2 separate regions of the Sus scrofa genome follow, and region 1 is linked to region 2. The links are chromatin contacts, called in public HiChIP or PLAC-seq maps. All regions are on one chromosome and are shown on one strand. Each heading gives the region's core, a stretch centred on a gene start, on an enhancer-like site or on the middle of the called end of the contact. The rest is flanking DNA. Distances are from core to core; before and after follow the strand shown.

Region 1 (3,718 bases), core at 195-2,694, 380 kb before region 2:
CTTATGAAAATACTAGTATACCTTTGTAGTGTAAACAGGCAAATCGTCAGAATTTCTCCACATGCTCTTCTCTTACTCAACGCATACACTTTTTGCATTCTAGGGGTTACTTGTTTCCTGACTGTGTAGCTATCCTAAGATTTTTCAGATGCTGTGTTTCACTTACTTCACCTTAAAAAAGCAAGTATGATATGACAACAACCAACCAACTCTGCTAATTATCCCCAAACCAAGGAGAAAACAAACAAACAAACAAAAAAACCAACCACTCCTCAAGGAAACACGAAAAGAAAAAGAGCAAAGAACAAAAAGAGAGGATCACTTCATGGGTGAGAATTTTATTTAAAAGAAAAAGGAGCATTATTTGGCGTTCAGGAAGTAGTTCAGGGATGCCTCACTTAATAGGCATTGCCAAGATGATGTAGATTTTCCGAAAACCTGAAATGTTCTTACTACGTGAGGAAGAAAAAAAGTGTTTTAAATGTAAATCTTTCCCTCATGTAAATACATTAAATAATGTATTACAGACATTTCCTACCTTTTAGACATAATACTCTGAAAACATATCACTGTGCTATGATACAGTGATGACTTTGCTAAAGCAAAGAGTTTGAGGTCTCGTCTCTCATTCTCAGGAACTCTATTAGTATTGCTACTACAGTTATTGTTAATTACTCTCAGCCTGGCTACTATCCTCTGCCAACTTTATCACTGCTAACGGGGAAAACAGGTAGCTGGGCTTATTAGAAAAAGCACTGAGTGAAGGCCTAAAGCTTGCCCTTGAGTAAAAGATGAAATTGGCTGCCCCATGGAACTCTTCATCTGTTTCAGCTTCCCAGACACCCATTTTTCATTCCTGTCCTCTCCCAGGGGAACCTTCAGTAGAGGATGGTGCATAAACTAGTAGGAAGCAACACAGCCACTTTGGAAATATTAACTATGGAGTAAATACTCATAACACGGTATTAATAATAAAGACATATACATAATTATGTATGTTCATATCACAACATATGAGCAAACCAGAAATATTGTTTGAAAAGCAAAAATCCTTAAGAGGATTTCCTGGGAATGGTTATTAAAACTTTCTGAAAGGGAAACGTTTTTTACAAAGGGAATAAAAAATCATGACTGTTGATAGAATATAAAACTCAGAATATAGCAGGAAGTACTTGACCTGTAACCTTACCACTTAAAAAAAATACCAAGACTGTTAAATAAGCTAAGAAATGAGATTTAAGTTTTTTCAAAAAGAGGTATTTCAAAACAAATTTTGGACTCCGAAAAAATTTAGCTGTGTTTCTGTTATAATAAATGGATATCATCTTTGAAAAACCAGGTTTTCCATGCAAGTGGCTGAATATAGTGCTCTACTCCAAACATCCAGCAGGGGGCAGAAATCACCCAAGGAAGAGAATTCGGATTCTACACTCTGGTTCACAGTCTCTTAGAAGTTCTCTTCCTTCAAAGTATTGAAGCCGCTCAGTTGAAAAGGAGACTGTTATTTCCTTACTGCTGTGGCCATGGATGTTCATTTTGCCTAATTTCAATCTAGTTTATCTCTACGCAGGTGGATGATTTAAACTTACCGAGCATCCATGCCGTTTTTACTTGTTATGGGCAGCAGCCTTTTGATTTCAAGTTTTCCATTACGATAGAGAAGAAAAATACGGAGAAAGAAATGATGCCCAATTTGATGGAATTCCAAAGAATAAGAGACATGTGGTAAGCATTCAAAGATAACCACTTCGTGTAATTCCTGAGGAGACAGACGTCTCTGAAGTTATGGGAAGGACTGTGCGTTGCAGCCAGAGAACGCACAGGCTTTCCCACGGGCAGACCCATCCCAGGTATCTCTACACAGTAGACTTTCTAATAGTAATAATCACAGTGAAACAGAAAGAAAACCAAAGAGCCTCAAGCTGTAAGCCATAAGAACTCAGAATGAGGAAAGCACTGCGTCACATCCTTTGGCCATGAGGCATCTTCCTCTTTCCCTGGCTTCCTTTGTCTTGTGCTTACAGAGTGAGTAGCTTTCAGAGCTCGGCTGAGGGGGGGAAACGGTGTCTAGCATTCCTAAAGAAAAGGTCATTCAAAGTGATGGAAATTCAAGGACAGTCTCCTTACTGAGCATTTCTAACTTCAGAACAGGGCAAGAGGAAGGGGGGTGTTCTCTTGGAACTGGTCGGTGCCTACAGAGGAACTTCTCAGTTAAGTCTGGTCCAAACAGCTTTCTGCAAATCCAACCATGGCATGCAAAACGGGAAGGAAGAGTCAGGGGCATTTCAACCTCAAGGGCAGTCACATGCAGTCTACGGCAGCGCATGAGCCTTACAAGGCAGATTCCAAAGACATGCACTCCAAAGTCCACTAGACATTTCCCACGTGCAACCAGAGGTCTCCACAATTCTAAAGCGCTTACAACGACAGCCACCTCTCAACATTCTATAACCACGTGGTCAATTTCTTAAGTCTCTACTAGGTATTAACAGACATGCGGGCTCAAGCTAGCACCCAAAGACATCACAGCTCTGGCCAAAGATGCATATCAATGACTTGGGGATAACGTTTTTCTTTGTAACTCATCTTCATGGGAATGAATGACTGAGACAGAACTCTAGTTAAGATGCCAGCGTACACCACACAGTCAGCTCTTCATCACCCCTGTGCCACTAAATAATGTCAGGCTCTCCCAGGCTTAAGTCCCAGGCTGGATCTCATCTGGCTCCTCCTCACCACACCTTCACTGCTCTGCCAGTGGGCACTTGGACAGCAGCCCCATCTGGACATGAACCCAAGTCCCAAGAAACTGGTTGGATTAAGACAGCCATAAAGAGCCATAGAGAGCAGTTCAAAGCAAATGTAAAGAAACCTAAAATACCAGATGAGCCACAGCCCTCCCTTACATGAATGACGGAGTGCTTGCTGTGCCTTCAAAAGTTACTGGCATTGATGTTTTAGTTTTCACACGACATCCGCTTTTACCCCTCTGTTCTTTTGTGGCGCAGGCCACAAAATGTTTCCACTCTCTGTGTTCTTGGTTTCCTGACCCAAACAACCCCCCACGTCAAGCAGCTTTAAAGAATGGAAATGTCTGGAAGCAAGAGCTAACACTGTCCAATGGAGACCCTGCTGAGGTTTTTTTTAACCTATGGCCTCTGGGAGACGATGCTTTTTTTGTGGACGTTTGAGACGTGAGCGTTTGAAGTCACTTCAAAGATCTGTTTACGTGTACGTTTGGTCAAAGGTGGGCAACATGTTTCAAAAATTCTACATACACTTGTTTGGGTCTGGCTCTCTATGTGATCCACAGTGGAGGAATGCTGATTGCAAACTTTTATGTTGGTTTGTTCATGCATGTTTTTCTCGTATTCCCGAACATCATCCATTGTCATATCTGAAAGAAGGTCAAGACGTTGGCAACTTCTGTTATTAAAGGCAAACTTTCAATGGGGGGAGACTTTAGGGAAAGATGGCAGCTTAGCAGAAGCCAGAGAGAGGTGTCAAAGCAGGGGATTCACTAACTTTATGCGGAGTCAATCATAAAGTTAGCTCAACCAGCCAAAGGGAGAGTGAATACAAGGGCGTTAAGTCAAAAGAGTCTTAGAACTGAGAAGAGTGGAAGTTATTGAGGGGTGATTCTTGTCAAGTGAGCTAGGTGGGTAGGAAGTGTTAGCACGTGGACAGTGCCGTAGCCTGAGATCTCCTAAGAGCATGG
Region 2 (4,025 bases), core at 140-2,639:
TCATTCTTTAAATAGTGTCTTTCAAAGAGCAAAAATGTTTAATTTTGAGAAAGTCCAATTCATAAATTTTTCTTTTTTTTGTATTATACTGTGATGGATAGATTTTTCTATTCTATAAAAGTGGTGAAAAATAACAGTGATGGAATGTTCTCAAAAGTTGACTTTTGTGGAAGATGCAAATGTTATTTTCTGGAAAGGTGGTAATTAATATACTCCTTAGTCTTGGGAACATCTAGGACTTTTGCTTAACCAAAAGATGTGATTGGTTTAGGTTTTTGAGGGTTTTCACATTTTTTTTTTAAATGGTAATCACTAATGTGGCTAAATATGTATACTTTCATAATGCAGAATTATGTAGGAATTAGTCTTTATGACTATTCCAGAGTTAAAAGAGTAGTATTTTACATTGACATTTGAGCTTTTAGGAGCGCTTGAGTTTGAGTCTCTGTTCCACTGGAACAGCATTAGAACTCTGATTATAGCTCCAGAATCAGTGTCATGGCTCAAAACATGAGCTGCATCAGATTGTCTGCATTTGTATCAGGCCTCTTATTTCTAGTAACTGTTGGTGAGTAACTTCTTTGTGCCTCAGTTTCCTTACCTGTAAATGGGAAAGATGTTGTTAACATCTACCTTATAAGGTCATTATGAAGATTCAGTTAGATTACATAATATATAGTCACTTCAGCAGCATCTGGCACACAGTAAATATTCAGCAAATGGCTCTTATTGTTATTATTTTTATTATTATTGCTTTATGATAAAATTGTTTAAACAAATGTTTTGGAATATTTTCAAGAAGCAGAGTAACTAAATATCACACATATTAAGTCATTTCTCTCCCATGCCATTTTTTTCCCTTTTACACTTGTTTTTATTAATCAATAACTGTGACCAATGTTATTAATAATCATGTGTATGTACATTGTTTTGCAACTATCAGTTTGTTTTTCACATCTTGTGAGGTCCTAATCAGATATACACATATATATCAATTAGCTTCAAGTGTCTGAAATAGCAACCTAAACTGGCTTGAGCTACAAAGAAATTTGAATTAGGCTCACCTAAGTGCAAAGTCCTGGCACAGCTAGCTGGATTCAGGGCTAAAGTGAGGTCATCAGAACTCAGGTTCTCCCACTTAATCACCTCTGCCTCTTCCAGTGTGGACTTCAGTTGTAGGCACTGTATGTTAGAAAAATGGCTACAGTGTATTCAACCCCTGTGTGGCCTCTCACATTTTAGATTCATCAGGAAAGGGCACCTATCTCTTTCCCAGAAGCCTCAGCAAATCTCATGATGTCTCATTGGCTCTTATGGAGTCACATGTCTGACCTTGAGCCAATCCCTGTTTGGGGCTATGAGGCTCGGATTGGCCAGTTCTGGTCACGTGCCACACTTGGGTCTGTGGTGGAGTCAGCTCCTCAGGAACACCAGGACTGAGGGGAAGAGGTGAATACTCAGAGGGAAATTGTGGGCTTTTATTACCAGAAAAAGGAATGGATACTGGGTGGCCAAACAGCTAATGTGATACTAGTCTCTTGTATAGATTAGTAACAGATCACAGGAGTTCATGAATTTGGATTAGAATCTTGGTTTCTGATTTCAGCTTTTTTTGTCTGTGAGGTTATATCCTTCTAGTCTGTGCTCCCCTCAGGGGTAAGAGTTTGCAGAAAGTTATAGTGTTTTATATCCTTCGAAAAGTGAAAGTTGGATAATTTTTAACAGGAAAAGAAAGAATTGAGGCAGATAGGGGTGGACCTCACAGTGGGTGGATGTGGTGCTTCTCCTACCCTGGTGTGATTTATGTGACTCAGCTCCATTCTCTGGGCCTTTCTGTCCCCATGGGAGAGGCTCTTACAAGACCCAGCTTGGTCAGCATCTGTCCTTGGATCAGGCTATGCTGGCCACGTGGCAGAATCTCATGCTATAGATACGGATGTATCTATGTATCCTTGACAAGAAGGTCGGCTACATGGGGAGGTGTATCTGGGAGCTGGCCTAGTACACAAGTGGTGCTGGATCTCTCTGTGGGTTTTCTGTAGTCCATTATAGTGTGGCTTGAGATATTGTCTCACTTTGACTTTGACCGCCAGTTTTGTTTTGTGTTTGCGAAAACACTTCCTCAGGAGTCTGTGTAGCAAGGTCATGCTGTTTTTCATGTTTCTGAAAAATCAGAGAAAACAATTACCATGGAATTCCCTTCGTGGCTCAATGGTTAGTGAACCCGCTAGGATCCATGAGGATGTGGGTTCTATCCCTGGCCTCCCTCATTGGGTTAAGGATCTGGTGTTGCTGTGAGCTGTGGTGTAGGTTGGCAGCTGTAGCTCTGATTCGACCCCTACCCTGGGAACTTCCATGTGCCACATGTGCGGCCCTAAAATGACCCAAAAAAACCCCCAAAAAACCAAACCCCAAAAGCAATTACCAGAGACTTGCCTTGCATGGAGATCCACACTACAGCACACTACCTCTGTCGAGCTTCAGGTAGCCCTCAGTTAGAAAGGAATTATCCGGACCTGATTAATTAATTTCACAGAGGTAATTGTGGTAGACATCTGCATGTCTGCTTCCGAGGTAGGCCCCTGAGCTTATGAATCAGAGATATTAACTCTTCAAATTAAGTCATTTCCCCCCATAGCTACTGAAAATGAATAGGTCTGTCTGTAGTCTCTCCTTGTTTTTTTTTTTTTTTTTTTCCCGTCTTTTTGCTTTTTAGGGCTGTACTGGCGGCATATGGAGGTTCTCAGACTAGGGGTCGAATCGGAGCTGTAGCCGCCAGCTTACGCCACAGCCACAGCAACGCAGGATCTGAGCCGCATCTGTGAGCTACACCACAGCTCATGGCAACGCCGGATCCCTAACCCACTGAACAAGGCCAGGGATCAAACCCACAATCTCATGGTTCCTAGTTGGATTTGTTTCCGCTGTGTCACTACGGGAACTCTTCTCCTTGTAGCGCTTAGATTGTCTTTGTTAGCAACATAAAAATGCATGTATTTCTCCGATGGCTATTGGAAATCATAATCATTATTATGATTGCATAATCATAATCATTATTTAAAAAATTTTTTTAATTTTTTGTCTTTTTCTTTTTAGGGCTGCACTTGTGGCATATGGAAGTTCCTGGACCAGGGGTTGAATTGGAGCTGCATGAAGTCCATGCCATAGCCACAGCAGTGCCAGGTCTGAGCCATGTCTGCAACACCAGATCCCTAACCCACTGAGCCAAGGATCAGACCTGCGTCCTCATGGATACTAGTCAGATTCACTTCCCCTGAGCCACAATGGGAACTCCCAAAGTAGAACATTCTAATGAAACCTTTCTTAAACTGGAATGGTGTAAAGTGAACAGTCAGTGGCCGTGGGACTGATGCACATCCATCCTGCTAGTGGATGCATAGAATAGATCGAGCACAGATGCTCACAGACACAGTTCAAAGCCATGTCAGCCTGAGGCTGAGATGCCGAGTATGGTTCCTGGGGAAGGAGCGTGGCGGGGCCGCTTTTGCTCCTGGAGTGAGAATTGCCGCTATAAGGGCTGCATCAAAATATATGCTGAATGCTATTTTTGCTTTTCCCTGCTTTTCTATAAAAGTGGAAATCCTCATTGTATTTCTTTTCTTTCCCTTTTATTATTTTTTTAAATGGATGCATTTGTGGCCTATGAAAGTTCCTGGGCTAGGAGTTGAATTTGAGCCACATCTGTGATCTTTGCTGCAGCTCGCGGCAATGCTGGATATTTAACCCACTGAGCAAGTCCAGGGATCGAACCTGTGTCTTTATGGACACTATGTCAAGTTCTTAACCTGCTGAGTAGCAACAGGAGCTCCACTTTGGATTTCTTTCAGTTAGGAAAATAGGTACTGATACAGGTTCTTCCTATGAGTGAGGTGGCATAAGTCGAACTTTGGAAAAGCGGGGGAGACCTGTGCCTTGGAGCTCTTTGGTAAAGTGGAAGATGGGGTAGAGAGAGAGTGAGGTGGGAGCAGGCGAGAAAAGCAGTCTCTGTCTCCACAGATGGGAAC

The links. HiChIP or PLAC-seq counts read pairs in DNA pulled down with a chosen protein or histone mark.
Region 1: a contact with region 2 is called in an H3K27ac HiChIP or PLAC-seq map of alveolar macrophages. The contact joins two enhancer-like sites. A contact is called at or near these places in 1 of 47 Hi-C or Micro-C datasets (embryonic fibroblasts) and 1 of 2 datasets of contacts at active chromatin or transcription factors (alveolar macrophages).

The regions. Positions count from the first base shown.
Region 1 is chr12:14,010,612-14,014,329 of Sscrofa11.1, reverse strand. The region is part of intron 8 of PITPNC1 (phosphatidylinositol transfer protein, cytoplasmic 1); the gene reads right to left. Among named protein-coding and RNA genes, the nearest start is that of NOL11, 23 kb to the left of the region's middle. Within about 2 kb of position 1,444, at least 24 of the 83 cell types and tissues checked have an H3K27ac peak or open chromatin away from gene starts, as enhancers often do. A contact at or near this core is called in alveolar macrophages, where this site is marked.
Region 2 is chr12:13,631,320-13,635,344 of Sscrofa11.1, reverse strand. The region is part of intron 3 of HELZ (probable helicase with zinc finger domain); the gene reads left to right. Among named protein-coding and RNA genes, the nearest start is that of HELZ, 22 kb to the left of the region's middle. Within about 2 kb of position 1,389, at least 3 of the 83 cell types and tissues checked have an H3K27ac peak or open chromatin away from gene starts, as enhancers often do. A contact at or near this core is called in alveolar macrophages, where this site is marked.